Linked DNA regions of Mus musculus: region 2 is linked to region 1. The links are chromatin contacts, called in public HiChIP or PLAC-seq maps. All regions are on one chromosome and are shown on one strand. Each heading gives the region's core, a stretch centred on a gene start, on an enhancer-like site or on the middle of the called end of the contact. The rest is flanking DNA. Distances are from core to core; before and after follow the strand shown. Region 1 overlaps Cacna1g (calcium channel, voltage-dependent, T type, alpha 1G subunit). Region 2 holds the start of Cacna1g (calcium channel, voltage-dependent, T type, alpha 1G subunit).

The links. HiChIP or PLAC-seq counts read pairs in DNA pulled down with a chosen protein or histone mark.
Region 2: an H3K4me3 HiChIP or PLAC-seq map of embryonic limb bud shows a contact between it and region 1, with 2.7 times the contacts expected there. The contact joins the promoter of Cacna1g here to the enhancer-like site in region 1. A contact is called at or near these places in 3 of 39 promoter capture datasets (the 3T3-L1 cell line, embryonic stem cells and macrophages), 9 of 484 Hi-C or Micro-C datasets (the G1E-ER4 cell line, the HL-1 cell line, the NIH/3T3 cell line and 6 more), 12 of 115 datasets of contacts at active chromatin or transcription factors (craniofacial prominence, double positive thymocytes, embryonic forebrain and 7 more) and 3 of 9 other capture datasets (adipose tissue, macrophages and pancreatic islet).

Annotation. Positions count from the first base shown.
Region 1 is chr11:94,439,268-94,444,640 of GRCm38.p6, reverse strand. It overlaps Cacna1g (calcium channel, voltage-dependent, T type, alpha 1G subunit), which reads left to right. Exons shown (of 35, transcript NM_001177888.1): 10 at 463-614; 11 at 1,281-1,466; 12 at 1,562-1,676; 13 at 1,756-1,911. Among named protein-coding and RNA genes, the nearest start is that of Gm51872, 7.4 kb to the right of the region's middle. Within about 2 kb of position 3,295, at least 18 of the 459 cell types and tissues checked have an H3K27ac peak or open chromatin away from gene starts, as enhancers often do. A contact at or near this core is called in heart atrium and pancreatic islet, where this site is marked.
Region 2 is chr11:94,471,898-94,477,270 of GRCm38.p6, reverse strand. It overlaps Cacna1g (calcium channel, voltage-dependent, T type, alpha 1G subunit), which reads left to right and starts at 3,073. Exons shown (of 35, transcript NM_001177888.1): 1 at 3,073-3,895. The coding sequence starts at 3,654.

The DNA.
Region 1 (5,373 bases), core at 2,046-4,545:
CATATGTGCGCACACTTGCAGTGTGTCTGCGAGGAAACACGCATAGCCTCTGACGTTTGAAGTGGGCTGTCAGGCACACGGAGTAGCTGTGGAGCGATCTGTATGGCTATGTGGAGCTACAGGGCTGGGTGTGTGTGTTGAGCTTTGGCTATAGCCCTCTGATGTCATTTAGCTTGGTGGCCTGGGCCTCAGTACAGGGACTGGAAAGTCTTAGACCTCCCAGGAGAGACAGCAGAATTTACACAGCCACCCCTAAAGAAATCCATCGTCTCGGGATCTGAGATCCAGCCTTGGGGTCCATGTGTCCCTTTCCCAGGATGGCTGTATTTGAATGCCTTTCTTCCTAGATACTCCCTAAGGTTGCCATTTCTGCACCTCCTCTCCCTGGGGCCCCATGTTCAGGATGTCTGGGATGTGGGGCTTGGGGGTGAGTCTGCTGTTACATACCTGATTACCCTTTAGCCCGAGGAGCTCACCAACGCCCTGGAAATCAGCAACATCGTCTTCACCAGCCTCTTCGCCTTGGAGATGCTGCTGAAGCTGCTCGTCTACGGTCCCTTCGGCTACATTAAGAATCCCTACAACATCTTTGATGGCGTCATTGTGGTCATCAGGTATGACTGCCCCTCTCTGCTTCTGTCTGAAAGAGGGCCAGCAGGGATGGCTTTGACCTTCTCTCTGGGCCTCACCTTGCTCTCCTAGAGCCTGTGCCCCTTTTCTGCCTGCTTTTTCTCTTGTCCTCGACCCTACCCAGGCCTGGGGTGGATGAGGGTTGGAAAGCTGGCTCTCAAGTGGAGTCGGAGGAAGAGGTACAGACAGCTTCCCCTCTTGCAAAGCGATTGGAAACCGACTCAGACGCCCAGCAACTTACTTTAGGGTTTCCACAACCTGGAAAGAATTCCATCCCCTCCCCCCCACTCACCCCCCCATCCCGGCCCAGGGCCAGAACTCCTTTATTGGTTTCTGGAATTGGCTTTAGATTTCATTAGAAGAGAACAAAGCAAATATTCTATAACTTGATGCTCTAGCTATGGCAGGATTTAGGGAGAGGACTGCCTGCTGCCAGGATGTGATGATCTCTGGTGGGGAGTGGAGGGTCAAGAGAGCTGGAGCTGTCTGTCACCGGGATTTTCAGCCCCCTTGAAGCCAGAAGGGCTGTGCAGACTCTTCTCTGAGCTGGGCAGGGCAGGGCAGCTGAGTCTCAGATGTCACCAATGGGTCCTCAGAAAGGGAAGTCAGGGGTAACGGGCGCAGGGACTCAGGCTGCCTGCCTCCCACAGCGTGTGGGAGATTGTGGGCCAGCAGGGAGGTGGCCTGTCGGTGCTGCGGACCTTCCGCCTGATGCGGGTGCTGAAGCTAGTTCGCTTCCTGCCGGCACTGCAGCGGCAGCTCGTGGTGCTCATGAAGACCATGGACAACGTGGCCACCTTCTGCATGCTGCTCATGCTCTTCATCTTCATCTTCAGGTGAGCGAGCACAAGGCTGGCCAGGGGTGGGGTGGGGCAAGGGGCAGGATCCCAGGACCCACCCTGACCCTGTCTGCGACTCCCTGCATCTCCAGCATCCTGGGCATGCACCTTTTTGGTTGCAAGTTCGCATCTGAACGGGATGGGGACACGTTGCCAGACCGGAAGAATTTTGACTCCCTGCTCTGGGCCATTGTCACTGTCTTTCAGGTTTGAGGGTCACAGGGCAGGGGTGAGTCGGGGAAGTTGGGTGTCCAGTCGAGTCCTGACTCCTGTCCCCTGCCTGCAGATTCTGACTCAGGAAGACTGGAATAAAGTCCTTTACAACGGCATGGCCTCCACGTCATCTTGGGCTGCTCTTTACTTCATCGCCCTCATGACTTTTGGCAACTACGTGCTCTTTAACCTGCTTGTCGCCATTCTCGTGGAGGGTTTCCAGGCAGAGGTAACCCCCTGCCCTGTCTATCTCACCCTACTGAGGGATGCCTGCTTCTTCTTCCCTCCACTGCTGATTATGAGGCCTGAAAGATCTTGTAGGCAGTAACCACTGGACGAAGCCAGGGTGGGCCTCAGGTGGGAGGTGCTCCGTCTCATAAAACCTGCCATCCGGGCTGAGGAAGCTGTATGGGTTATAAGTTGGCAACTTATAAGATTCTCTTTCAGTCAGCTGGGCCCTTTCCCAGAAAGGCAAGTCAAATTTGAGGACCTATGTAGCTGGACCCTAGAGCATGGGTTTTTATGGGACATCTGGGGAGGACCCATCTGGGCTGAGGGGTGTGGGAGGTTTGTGCGCAAGTCATCTGAGAGCAGGCTGAGCCGATGAAGATGCCACCAGGGCCCCAGGCAGGGCTGAGCTGCCCAGGGTGAGAAATGAGCCCAATTAGCTGCAAGCATGGCAGAGATGAGAGTCCTATTTCCAGCCCAGACTCCATCACCTCCGTCACCGGCAGCGTCATCAATTAATATTGATTTACATTGATCCTGCCCCGGCTGTGCCAGGGCACACTTTCTGTCCCCAAATCCTACCTCCTTCTCCTTCAGCTCTGCCTGCCTTCCCACCCAAGCTCCCGTCATCCCAGCATCTCAAACAGGGCAGGTTGACCCAACCTAGAAATGCACCAGGTTGGGCCCAGAGAAGCTCTTGGTCCAGTTCTCGCTAGGTGACCCGGATGGAAACTCCCGCTGCGGCCTTGTCTATAAATACCCAGCACACGGTGGAAAAACAAAAATCTATTTTCCGACTCTTTCCCAGCCTTGCAAGGGAGGGCTGTTCCCCCTGGGCCGGGTTGGGCTGAGGGGGGAGGGGGGGTTGTTGGGCACTAGTGGCTACAGAAGAATATGCCCCGCACTGGCCTCTCTCAGCTTCCATTTTAATTGTATAGTTATCCATTATCACATTTCCTCCCTGCTGGGTGGCAGCCATGACAGCCTGAAGTGCATGCCTGGGGGAGGCTTTAGGGATGGGTGGGACTCTCTCAATGGCACTCACCTTACAATAGGACACCTTTTTGGGGTTTTCCTTGGACCCTAAGAGTTGAGAGGTGCCAGAGGATTTTCCCAAGAGCCTCATGATTGGCAGGTAGCTGCCAGCTGCCTGCTGAAGTGAGGGTTGAGTGGGGATGGGGTCTCTTCAGGCTCTCCCAAAGGCAACTGGTGACGGCCGAGTTTACTCTCAGGCAAAAATAAACGATAAATAAGTTCCCGAGGGAAGCAGAAAGCTCCTGAGCCTATAATCTCTTCTCTATCCACCATGGTGGACCTAGGGGTGTCCAGTGTAGGGAGCCCCTTCGCCACTAACCGGCTTTCACAAACACCTTGTTAAATTGAGTGCTGCTGAGCTGGCCTGGTTGCTAGGCAGCAGCAATGTCTGAGTGTGGGAACAGAGCTGCCAGGCCCTGACGTCTGGCCTGGTCACCCTGGCCCTGCTGGGGGCCTGAGAGCTTTCCCAGCATGGGAAGGATTGACAAGGGCCTTGCAGGAGATCCCTTCCTAACCCTTTATAGTGTAAGTGTCCTTGCTGGAGAGTGTCACCTAGGGCCTGGTGCCCTTCAAGGGGCGGATTGCTTTAGGTATGGTGTGCGATAGAGAAAGGATTTTGAGGTTAGACCTCCTCCATGGGTGGGGTGAAGCTGTGGTCCTGAGGGGTTGGACCAACTCCACTGTCCCATGTGGGGTATCATTAGCCACCTGTCCTTACCACTGTGGGGTTTCAGTAAACCCCATGGTCCGGTTTGGGGGTTGTGATGGCCTGAAATACTGTTTTGTATCTATGAACGACCTGCCTCACTGGAAGAAGTAGCTGTCCTGTTTTGAGGGAGTCTAGCAGGAGACCTCAAGGGATAGATCTCCTGCTGGCCTCAACCTCCTACCCAGAGTGGGTAGGGGGTGGTTTCAGGGCAGAACCTGCTTGGCTGTTGATTTCCTGACTCCCAGGGGGTAGTGCCTTGAATTCCTGTATATTTGTCATCCGTGCGCTTAATTAGATGAGGAAGCAGCAGGCCCTGTGTGTAGCCATTAATTGATACTAAACAACATCATGGCCGCGCTCCCACTGCTGCTTGTCACATCGCATCTGACTCTGGGCCTATGCATCCACTCTGACTTGAAAGGACTTGGGCTGAGAGGATTAGAATTGATGACGAGGCATGACTTCATTCCTCATCAAGGCCCTGTGCCCACCTTTATCCACTTCTCCTTGCTGTCCTCTCTACCATCCCTTACCCTTGCTGTCCATTCCCACACAAATGCCTCAGAGCAGAGAGAGAAGGGAGGTTACGTTCTCAGCTGGAGAAGTAGGGCACAGCCCACTGTCACTGACTCTGCACCGTGTGGGGCAGTGGCATTAACTTCTCTGACCTCAGGTGCCTGCCCTGGAAGATGCCTGTAACGATGCCATCTTCCACTTTGCAAGGGAGTGAGCTCTGGCCATAAGCGGTTTAAGGCTGGGTATGGTGGCACACACCTATAACTCCAGTGCTTAAAGGGCAGAGGCAAGAGAATCATGCGTTCCATTCTAGTCTGAGCCATGGAGTAAGACCCTGTCTCAAAAAGGCAAGGGCTGTGGATGGAATTCAATGGTAGGACACTTGCTGGGCACAGTCAAGGCCATGGTTGTGATTCCTAGTCCCACAGAGAAGCACAGTGACCACTCTTACAAGGACTACCGGAAGACTCGATCCTCCCCGACCCGCTCTCATCTTTGTGGCCTTCGCTTTCACCCTTCAGATTCATTCGGGCCTGGGGGCTCGAGGCTGAATTCTGGAAGGCTGTCCTGTCCCGCTCTCCCCACCCCGTGTCTCTCATTTCCTTTTTTTGGTCTTCTTGGGACATTGCTGATCTTTGAAGGCGTGAGAGCCTGTGAAGAGCAGCCTTCCCCTGCCTCCCCCTCTCCCTGTAGGAAATCGGCAAACGGGAAGATACGAGTGGACAGTTAAGCTGTATTCAGCTGCCTGTCAACTCCCAGGGGGTAGGTATGCGATCACGAGTCGGCATGCCCCTGTGCCCAGTGCCCCCTCCACACTGCCCCTGTGTCTCTGTGTTCCTGTGTTCATGCTCAGCTGTTGTGCAACCTGTGGTCCGCCGTGGTGGTCATTGGTGTCGTGAGGTTTGCTTTGATTTTAAGTCCCTTCCCCCCCACTTGAGGACACAGAAGGGAGGACCCTCTTTGCCTCTGCCACATCAACCCACAGAGGGCACATTCCCATCTCTGCCGGGCCTGTGGATGGGCCAGAGAAGGAAGGGACTTAGAATCCTCTATGTGCACATGTCTGTGGGCACCGCATGTGTGCCTGCCTGCATCTAGGTCCCGTTGGAGTCTGAAATATTCTGCCTCAGTAGAGTGAAGACCTGTGGTCATAGAACATGCTCCCTCACTTACTCTCTTGCTCTTTTGCCCTTCGCTCATTGC
Region 2 (5,373 bases), core at 1,824-4,323, 33 kb before region 1:
AAGTGCCACTTTACCCTCCTCTTCTATGCCCCCTCTTCTGTCAGCAGGACCGTATTGAGGCAGCTAGGGCTTAGGGTCACAATGCTCATAGCTTCTTGATTTGGGAGGTATTTATCATTTCGTTTCCCTGAACTCTAGATTCCTTAACTGAGAAATGGCAGTTTCAATGCCCAGAGATATGGGGTGACCAAATGGAATGGTTGCAGCACCCCAAGTAAAGAGCACCACAGATGGGTGATCTATTTTGTTCTTAAGGGGACCAGCACGGGAGGGACAAAGGCCACAAAGCTGCAGGGTCCTGGAGGGGCTTGCTAAGCAAGGCACATATGAGATACTCTAGCAAACTTGGAAGAAAGTTTGGACCACATAGGTCTAACTTGGTGGATAAACAGAGGCACAAATAAAGGATTTTCCCCTCCATCTCCCACTTCCTGGTTTGAAATACTTTTTTTTTTTTTAACCAAGTGCCCACTATGTATCAAACACTAGGCTAGGACATGCCACAGGGAACACAGCATAGGGAGAGAGAGAGAGAGAGAGAGAGAGAGAGAGAGAGAGAGAGAGAGAGAGAAAGAGAGAGATCTCCACCCATCATCCCTGTCCAGGCTTGGTACTGTGAGGTTTCCTACCTTGGACTGGTTCAGTACTAAAGACCTCCAGAAAGGAAGCCAGTAGGAAGGGGTGGTGCCAGAACTGAGCCTTGGAGCACTAGAGTGCAGAGCTTCCCATCTTCTAGTGCCTTTGTCCTCCCTTCCCCCACTCAGGTAGCAGATAGGGTCCCCTGATGCCCTATGCTGTCCTAGATGGCAGATCTTCCTCAGGTTGCAAACTCAGGGAAGTAGGTCTCAATTTCTCCAGCTGGTGCCTGCTTGTCTCTTTTCTTGGTATGTTCCAGAAAAGGGCAGCCTGAGGATGAAGAGGTGGAGCCTCTGACCACTGGAGAACTGTGAGGCTGGGCAAGCCTCTGTTCTCATCTAGCTCTCTGCTTTAGAGACTGGGTTATGAGAATTCCCACCTCTGGATGCCAAACCCTAAGGCTTCAAGATACGGTGGTCAAAAGGGCAAGCCCACCTACTAGACTGAGGATAACCAGGAGGGAGAAAAGATGTCAGGCTCTAAAAGCAAGCCATAAATAGTTCCTCTATCCCAGAAGAGGGCTCCGAGTTCAAGATTGGCGCCTCACACGCAGAATGAGAGCAGAGACTCCCTCCAGGAGAAACAGGCACTTAGGGGATGTGCTCATTAGCATGAAATGCAAATAGGCCTGGCCTCATTTGCACAACTCAATGCTGGGATTTGGCAAAAGGGCAACCAGGAAGGTGACAGCGCCGCAGCAAGCTCTGCCCTCTTCACCCCATCTTGGCAACTGGCCGGAGTGGGAGCTGACACGGCCCCAAACCCATGTCATGGTGCCAGGAGGCCTCTGGAGGATGTGTGGGTGGCTCAACTTTGTCAGGGAAGAACGCCTGCGAATCAGGGGCTGCAGGAGGTGATCCAGTCCATTCATTCCTCAGCCTTCCCGCAGTGGCTTGTGCCATTCCGGAGTCTACCAGGACTACAGATCCTGTCGTTTCCATCGTAAAGATCCTACGCAGATTGTAAAGATGTTTTCCCTGCATCTAACATAAACGCTTCCCCCCTCCCCCACTCCCCATCACGTTCAGAATTCCGGTGGTGCTTGTTTCTCTGGTACCCACAGCCCTTTGGAGGCTGTGAGAGAGATAGAATCGACTGAGCCCCTGAACATAGGGAGATGAAGCTGGGCAAAAGCCCGGGTCTCCATTTGCGTGTACATGCCTGTGAAGCACAGCGCCAGCACCTCTCCCAGTCCAGTGGTGGAGAAAAGTAACTCCAGGAAGCATTCATCTCTCAGACACTTCTCTTAAGCTATACTGGAATCAAGGGGAGAAACTGAGGCAGGAAGTAGAATTTTGCAGGATGAAGTTGTTAAAGCTCAGCTCTAGGTATCATTCCTTACAACATGCGAGGCCCACAATGGCCTTAGCAGGCTGTTCCCACTTCGGGGCTGCAGGTGATCCAGGCTCTACAGTCTTGGTGCCACGCCTGGAAGCTATGCTTTTCCAGCAGGAAGCCCCTGAAAGGAGTCTCCAACCTTCAGAGAGCACTAGAAGCAGGAGATGACGCTCAGAGCATCAGTGAGAAGACCTGCGGGTTGGGGTTAGGCCAGGGTCAACATCTTAGAAGTGGACCGGGGTTCTGGACCAGCAAAGAGGCTGGTGGGAAACATTTCCAGACCACGCCTACTTCTACCTTTCTAGCTACGCCTATTTTTCCCAAACAGACCCCTTCCAGCCTGAAACACCAGACTCTTCTTCCTTCTCCCCAGTCTGACCCCCAGGTTCAAGCAGAGGATGGGTTATTAACCAGGTGAAGAGTCAGATTTAGCTGTGGGATCCCGGTAACACCCCTAACTCCTGTGATTCCTGTCTCCCTTCTTTTTCAGTTCTGCTTAGACCTAAGTTCTGACTTCTGGCTGCTGTCCAATTTCGGGGTCCTGGACAAAAGATGTCAGAGGCTCGTAGGGCTACCCTAGGACCAGATGCCAAATACTTTGATTTCTCGAGGCTCCCTCCCAGGGGAGTCCCAAAGACCCAAGAGGCCAATAGAAAAGTGGGTTCGGTCTGGACAGTCGTCTGATTGGCCCCAGCCTTCGGGAGCGAACCCGGGGGCAAGAGGAGGGTAGAAAGGCGGTCGTGGTTTTGGGGTGGGAACCGGATTCCAGCTGTGGCTCTCCCCCTGTACCCCCTCCCGCACTGGCACGGCGGCTGACCAATGGAAGGGCGGTTCTGGACCGGTGACGCACGGCGATTGGCTGTGAGATTGGCTGGGGAAAGGCGGGGCCGAGGCTTGAAGTTGGAGTGAGGGATCCAGCTGTGGTGTGCGCCGGGCTCCTCGCCGCCGCTTTCTCTCGTTCTCTCCCTCCGCGTCTCGGCCGGAGGAGGAGGCAGTGGCGCCGGCGACAGCTACGGCAACGGCAGCCACGGCGGCGGCAGCGACATCTCCGCCTCCACCCCCGCCCGGGACGGCCCCCCACGGTCTCCCCGCCCCTCCCGGTCCTCTAGCCCGCCGCGGGGCGGAGGAAGGAGCCAGCCCCCACCCCCTCCAAACCCACCCCCAAAGAGATCCCTCCTCCCCTCCCCCTCCCCCCGCCGTCTCTGGCGTGGAGCCGGGACGATGCTGACCCCTTAGATCCTGCTCCAGCTGCGCCGAGGGAAGAGGGGGCGCCCCTCCCCGGACCCCCGCCCTTCACCGGGTGGCCCCTTTTTTCCTCCTCCTCTCGGGGGCTGCTTCACCGAAGGTAGCGCCCATTCGGGCAACCGGAGCCTGGGCGCGAAGGGAAGAAGCCGGAACAAAGTGAGGGGAAGCCGGCCGGCTAGTCGGGGAGCCCCCGGGAACCCAGGGGAAGCGGGACTCTCGCCAGGCGGGGCTTCCCTGGGACCCGGCGCCCCGCGGGCAGCATGCCCCTGAGGGCAGGGGGAGCTGAGCTGAACTGGCCCTCCTGGGGGCTCAGCAAGCTCTCTAGAGCCCCCCACATGCTCCCCCACCGGGGTCCCCCGGTTGTGTGAGGACACCTCCTCGGAGGGGCTCCGATCGCCCCTCTTCGGACCCCCGGGACCCCAGCTGGCCAGAGGATGGATGAGGAAGAGGATGGAGCGGGCGCCGAGGAGTCGGGACAGCCCCGGAGCTTCACGCAGCTCAACGACCTGTCTGGGGCCGGGGGCCGGCAGGGGCCGGGGTCGACGGAAAAGGACCCGGGCAGCGCGGACTCCGAGGCGGAGGGGCTGCCCTACCCGGCGCTGGCCCCGGTGGTTTTCTTCTACTTGAGCCAGGACAGCCGCCCGCGGAGCTGGTGTCTCCGCACGGTCTGTAACCCATATCCTTCGGGGCACAGCGATGGGCCGGACTAGGGGGGTCCACAGGAGGGCGGGCCGTGTTGCCAGAGGGGACCGTAAGCCAGGTGAGTTGGAGAAGTGAGCCTGGACTGTGAACAGTTGAGTGGGGGACTGTTAAGGAGGGGAGGGGGCGTCCGAGTAGAAGCGGAGACTGGTGGGTACCCCAGACGAGCCCCACCTCCGAATACACACACCTCAGCCTTCCTTGGGCGGGGGTGAGGGGTGGAGGGTTGAAATCCAAGCTAGGAAAAGAGAGGAGAGGTGACCCTCTGGTAAGCATCTGGATGCTCTACAGATGTGGGCAGAGGAGGGTCGTCATCCTCCAGATGTGGGCAGCTTCAGGAGCCTGGGCTTTCTACTCCGCCAGCCCGCCAGCCGCGGGTTAGCGAGCTGGGTTTGGTTTTCGAGTTTGGGGGCAGGGGTGGAGAGGAAGCTGCGGGGACGGAGGAGGGGAGACCGCAATCTCCTGGGGTTTCCTTATGCCCCCGCCCCAAAGTTTGCGGCGGATTCTAGGGTCCAGTCCCCCGATCTAGTAGTCCTGAAGGCTGAGGTTTTTACTGACCTAGCGGGAAACGGGGGGTGGGGGCAGGTCCTGTCCCCCCAACACCCTCCCAATCCGCGGGTTGGAGGCACAACAAGGAGATTTCGGCGGCGGCTGATGTCAGGGGTGCAGAATGAGAACAAGATGTGGTGAAGGGGGAGCTGTCTGCCCCCAGAGCTGGACTGGAGCCCCTTTCAGAGAGAGCCCAATGCGGCCAGCGCCCTCCCCACCTCAATTCTTTATCTGATGTTGAGTGCTAAGGTTGGGTTGGGGAGTTTTGTGCTTGGTTTTTTGTTTTTTGTTTTTCTAAGGGGGGGGGGGAGACTGACAAAAGCGCCGGCAAGTGGGGGATGGGATTAAGCTCGGCCACACTACGCCTCCCCTTTCACAAATCAGAGTGTTCCGGCTGATGGCAGACCAGGTATGGGAAACCGCAGTCGTCTGAAAGTATTGGGGGGACCAGAGACTGCCAGTGTGTTCATTAAGGAGGACTGAGGTCCAGCTCCTTAAGCCTACTCTGTGGATGGGTTTTAGGAACGCATGCCCAACATTCCAGGCAGATGAATTTTGATTCTCAGCCTCACCTCTGCTTAGCCTGGCGTGGTCAGGGAACCCCTGATCCTCTTTTTTAAAAATAAAACCAAACCCCTAGCACAAAGCACTCACTGGCTTGACTGACGCCCATCTCTGGGGTACTGGAAAGGTGGGGGGCTGGCTGGTATGGCTATCCCAGTAAGGGATAGCCTCTTCTGATTCTCTTCTTCTAGCCCAGAGGCTCTCTGGGAGTCAGGCTGGGAGACCCCAGGTTTACCCTGTAGCCCCTGAGAACCCAAGTCCGGCTCCGCTTTGGAGCACAGGGGCAGCGGGAGAGCTTGATGCTGCCCTCTGCAGCCACTGCCTCTAGTGCGCAAAGCAGGA